Regions from separate parts of the Gossypium raimondii genome. Here region 2 is linked to region 1. Evidence: chromatin contacts called from public Hi-C data. All regions are on one chromosome and are shown on one strand. Each heading gives the region's core, a stretch centred on a gene start, on an enhancer-like site or on the middle of the called end of the contact. The rest is flanking DNA. Distances are from core to core; before and after follow the strand shown. Region 1 holds the start of LOC105777067 (receptor-like kinase TMK4). Region 2 holds the start of LOC105776684 (probable xyloglucan galactosyltransferase GT14).

Evidence for each region. A called contact is a pair of places that touch in the nucleus more often than the background predicts.
Region 2: a Hi-C map of leaf shows a contact between it and region 1, with 1.7 times the contacts expected there. The contact joins the promoter of LOC105776684 here to the promoter of LOC105777067 in region 1.

Annotation. Positions count from the first base shown.
Region 1 is chr10:25,729,570-25,732,532 of ASM2569854v1, reverse strand. LOC105777067 (receptor-like kinase TMK4) reads right to left here and starts at 1,357. Exons shown (of 3, transcript XM_012600125.2): 1 at 1-1,357. The coding sequence starts at 1,200.
Region 2 is chr10:25,941,010-25,943,826 of ASM2569854v1, reverse strand. It overlaps LOC105776684 (probable xyloglucan galactosyltransferase GT14), which reads right to left and starts at 1,502. Exons shown (of 1, transcript XM_012599527.2): 1 at 1-1,502. The coding sequence starts at 1,219.

The DNA of each region.
Region 1 (2,963 bases), core at 108-2,607:
AGGAATTGAACCAGTTAATCCGTTACCACTCAGATTCAAGTTCTTCAATGATATGAGATTGGCAAATGCCGCAGAAATCGTCCCGACCAAGTTTTTCTTTTCCAGATTCACTGTAATCACATTCTTTTGTGAATCACAAGAAATAAAGGACCATTCGCAAGCATCATTCCCAGGCCACTTATCAGAAAGAGGCACAGGGTACCCAAAACCCCCAGCAATCTCAAGCAATGTAGTAACTTGAGGATCACAAGGATCCCCATTACTATTACAGAAATTATTGTTTCCATCAACAACTTTTTTCTCAACTGAGGTAGGAAATTCTGGGAAAGGACCCTGCAATTTATTATTAGACAATGAAACATTCTTCAAGTTTGGAAGGTCAATTAAAGATTTGGGAACCGGCCCTGTCAACTGATTGTCTCTAAGCTGAAGATCGAAAATATCCAAACATTTAGACAAATCTGGGATCGGACCCGTAAACAAGTTTTTCTGAAGCCAAACCTGAGACAACTGTGTCATGTTGGATAAAACTTGTAAAGTACCATTGAACCCAACATCCTGATTGTTGATCCAAAGATTCTGAACCATTGATCCACCGAGAGAAGCTGGTAATGTGCCGCTCAAATTGTTGTAAGACAGCCTTATACTTTTCAAGCTGTTCATAGAATCGAAGATATCAGGCAAGGAACCGAACAAGCTGGTGTTGTCTAGTTGAAGTTCAACGAGTCCCGTCGATTGGGACAAATCTGGGAAAGTCCATGGACTTAAACCGGCATTGTCACTCAAACTCAGCTTTTGCAAGCTGGTTAATTCGGAGAAGGCGTTTGGGGATATAGAGGTGAAGGCGTTGCTGTCAAGGTAAACCTCTTGTAAGCTGGAGAGGTTGGCCAAAGATGGGATGGTCCCGGACAAGGCGTTGCGTTGGAGTGACAAAGTCTGGAGCTCCGACAAGTCGGCGATGTCGGGGGAAAGGGTCCCAGACAGGGATTTGGAAGAGAGGTTGATGGAAGTAACGCTGTTGGATTTGTCGCAATTTATGCCAGGCCACTTGCAGTAGTTGTCTGAAGAAGTGGAAGACCACCCAGTGGGAGGAGGGCGGAAGGATGAAGCTATCTTGAGCATGGTTGCGCCGTCGTCCCCGGCGGCGAGAAAGGCGGAGAAAAGGAGGATGGGAAGGAGGATATGGTGGCGGTTAAGCATTTTTGCTTTTGGGTTAGTTTCGGAAACCAAAACAGTTGGATTATCCAACAACGATGGTGTTTGTTGGATTGTTCTTTGAATATGGTTTTTTTCTTTTTTTCCTAACAGTGAAAAGAAAGAACAGTGTTTTAGGGCAAGGGAATACTTGGGGGAAAGACAAAAGAAATAATGAAAGGGAATTTTCTTAGTTGGAATTTTTTTAAAAGAGAGAATATCTTACCTGTTTCTTTTTTTTTTTCCTAAAAAAGTTAATATGTAAAGTACTAAAATAGTTTAAATTTCACATACATCCCTATCAATTTCAAATATGAGCAAAATGGTCCATCTAAAAATAAAGTACTTATGTCCCGTACTTTTAAAAATGGATAAGAAAAAAATGAAAATAGCGTCAATTATTATCCAATCCAACTCTGAATTTTGACTTTTTTAAATATTATATAATAAGAAAACAAAAGTCCGTACATTATTAAAATTAAAAACTAATAAAATTATAAAAAAATGTTTTAAAATTTTATATATGAAAAATAAAAAACAAATAGATATTACTAAAATACTCCAAAGTTTTGAGAAAAAAAATTTTGTAAATAGTATCGCGTAACTTTTAAATTTTAATAAAAAGCGTGAAAATTCTAAAACAAACTATAAGAATTCAAAAGATCATAAAATCCAATATATGTGTATATATATATATAAATGTTCGAAAAATATCTTCAGAATATGAAAACAAATAAAATAAAAGCTCCAAAGTTTGAAAAATTATAAAATTTTCCAACAAATATTTTTCCTCAAAATTAAAAGGAAACTTTATATAATATATATGCAAAAATATTCTAAACTTTATAAAATTTAAAAATAATAGAAAATAATGAATTTTTGAAATTTTAAAAATAAAATTAATTTTACTGAATATTTATATATTTTTATTTTATAATTTTTGAAATAATTTTGGAAAATTTTAAATTTTAAATTTTATTTTTTCAGAAATTTGGTAATTTTAATTATTTTATTATTATATAAGTTTTTGAATGTTGGGCATTATTTTAGAAATTTAACAATGTTTTATTAAATTATTAAAAATTCAAATTTATACAATACTGTTTACAAAAAGAAAACTATCAAAATAAATATTTTCTTTTATAGAACTTTTAGTACTTTGTTCATATATTTCGAAAATATAAGTTAAAGATTTTTAGAATTTTTTAAATATTTTTAATATTTTTTGGGTGTTTATGTGTATCCTTTAGATGGGTGAAGCTGTGTATTTATATGATATGGTTACTATTCATAGATGTGATTTCGTAGGTAGGTTCCATGCATGTCGGCACGTACTCTACTCTAGGTTTAACATGTGTTTATACGATGTGGGTTCGCCTATGTGATGGTGTGTGAATCCACATCGTGCGGTCTCATAGAGGGGTTTGAGTGTCTTACATGCTAACTCATAGTGTCACGCAAACTTGAAGTGCGAACTGTGTAAAACTCGACCTAGACCCAATCAGGTTACGAGTCGGTAATAGTGAGTATCATAACAATTTGTCCCCCACCTGGTTTGAAGAAGAGTTATAAAGTGACTCTTATTGGAACCTGGTTCTATGAGATGAGAAGTAACACAAGAAGAAGTTTATTAAATACACTTTATACCTTAACTTGCAACATACACTTCACCATGTGTCAGGAAGGGTTACAACTATACGCAACTGATTGTGCCCTTATTCTCGGATATATGAATCGTTAAAGTGTAAAAAGCCCTTTTAAAAGGAAGT
Region 2 (2,817 bases), core at 253-2,752, 210 kb before region 1:
AATGCCATATGTATTGAGCATATGCTGTACCTGGATGGAAAAACACCGGAATGCACCCTGCTAAAATAGAGTCGAAAATCGATCTCCTTGTGTAAGAATCCCCTGGGGGCTGCAAGCAAAAGATTGAGCTCTGAAACACCTTCATCACATTAACCGGATTATCACAGTTTGTAGTACCATAATTACAATCCAGCAGCTTGCACTGGCTCTTTGAAGCTAAGCATTGATCAATAATCTTGCCCCGGATCGAATTCTGATATTCAGGCCTAGGGGCACCAGCAAAGGAGAAAAGATACTGCCGGTTTTGCCTTCTCATTCGATCCTGCCACCGGAAAATCTCACTGTCCTTTGAAGGATGGAAACATGTTGGATATGGAATTGCATAATCATTGTTCCAGGAGCTCGATTCGATCGACAACATCGACATGTTCTTGGATTCAGGCAAGAACCGAAGCTTGCTGCCCCAATCGGTTTCGTTATCGCTTTGTCTTCGGAAATCCCAAGCAATCCTCCCAGCAACTAAGAAATGATCCCTACCCCACATTCTTTTCCATTCAGGCTTCTCTGATAGCCACTTAACAAGGCCAAGAGATGCAGAATCTCTCACAGTAGTGTTGAAACCCCATAGATACAAGCTCATATCAAGACCAGCATAAAAGGGTACGTAAATAGCCGATGCAATCGACGAGTCATTGGTTAAACATTCATACCTTTTCATCTTATTGTGAAAGATGACTTCCAACAAGAACTGATTCGTTAAAAACCAGCTATTGTTTATCAAAACATCTTCAGGGTTCTCAATTTCAGGACCAAAACCCAAGTTGTCCAAGTATGGACACATGTTTTTATCAGTTCCCCTAGTGAGCAACCGACAATTGTTAACCAAATCCTCATTAAATCTACTGGGAAGATCATGAACAAATATATATCTCCCCACACAAGAATCGATCTCAGTTCCCACTTTCAAATCTCCCTTTTCATCAGTTTTGGGCAATGGATAGACGCTAGCATTGGTAATTTCAGTGAAATCATGAGGTAAAGAACTTTGGGTATTGATTACGGTTCCATGATTATCATCCAAAACAGTGACGAGGGCAGATTTTTTAGCAGTAAAACCGGAGTAATCAAAGGAAAATAGCTCAATACAGAAAACGAAAAAGACAAGTAAGACAAACCAGGGCTGATGGTTGCAGCATTTTGAAGTGATGGGGTTTTCCATCTTCGGTAAACAGGCTTTACTTTCTTTCCTCTGAAACTGCTTGGAAACTAGAGCTGGAAACAGGGAGGAAATTGGGGAATGCTTTGAGAAGTCCAGTAAAAAGAAAAGAAAAGAAAGCAAGTGAGAAGCAGTGGATTGTTTAGTGAAGAGCTTGTTTCCTTGATCTGGGGCTTGAGGGAGGGGGGAGATGCTTGATTTATGGTGAAACGGAAAGGGAACCCATTGACATTAAATGCTTGCATTGGTCGTTGGACAAAGGGAGCTTCGACGTCTGGATTCGTGCCCAAAAGTATGGACTGGTGGCGCGACCGCCCGGTCCGTTACTTTGTCGGGTGGGTCACCACTCTTTTGTTTTCTCTCACCGTATCTTCGAAGGGTATTGCAATGATAATGAATTAGACGGTTAAACCCTTGAATGATTTTTTCATGCATTTATATTTGGTTAAAACATGACTTTAGTCCCTGCACTTTTTAAAAATTAGTAATTTAGTCCTTATACTTCTATTTTCAGAATTTAGTCTCTATACTTTTCATATTTCAAAATTTAGGTTGAATTGTTAATACTGTTAATTTTTTGTTAAATTCAGGTTAATTAAAACAATTTTTAATTACATGGCTACCAAGTGAGTAGTTTTTTTATTTCAAAATGTCACAACAACCAATTTAACAAAAAAAAACTAACAGTGTTAATAGTTGGATCTAAATTTTGAAATATGAAAAGTAGAGAGACTAAATTTCTAAAAATACAAGTACAATGACTAAATTTCTAATTTTCGAAAAGTATAAGGATTATATCACATTTTAACCTTTATATTTTGATTAGAGATTTTCTTTTCAACCTGGTTCTAAAGGTGGGGTGGTTCACATTGTAAAAGATGTTGAGGTTGTATTTGAGTATAGGTTATATGCATGCTCTTCTCTCTTGATTTTCGAAGAGGTGGCATCTATAGGTCAATGAAAACTTGAGGTGAGTCCCATTTGCAACAACCCAATTTTCGTTGTTGTTGGACATGTCAATTTTAAAATTGAATTTGTTAAGTCAATTTGTCCGAAAAGTTAAACTAAAAAGTCCACAAGTCGAATATGAGATTGAAAAGTGGGAGAGATAAAATAAGAAAAGGGCTTAGTTTATTTTATTTTTCTTCTTTTCCAAAGAAATAGAATAATTTTTGTTTCTTCTTCATTTTCAGTTCAAAATTCAGAAGGTAAACATGTTATTTTTGTTGAATTTTTTTATGGATTCATAGTCATCCAAGCTTAATTTAACTAACCCAAGTGTTAGTTTTTCCTATTATTAAGTTATATTCTAGCTACCATTGTTGAGTGTCAGTGAATTTGGAACTTGAAATCATGATATACTTAGTGGTATAAGCTTAGATTATGTTAAGACCATGTTAGTGTCATGGGTCGCAGTTCAAAGCCCATGACCATCGTACGAAATGCATCTAATGGAGGTTTATTGTGTAGATGGGGATCATTTGGCCAGCAAGAACTGGCCCAATTCGGTAAGCTGTTGAGAAGCCTGTCAGATTGAAGCTTGGTTGGCCCGATAATAAAGATTTGGCAACTTAGGCTATTTTGGTAACTAATCTTAAAAG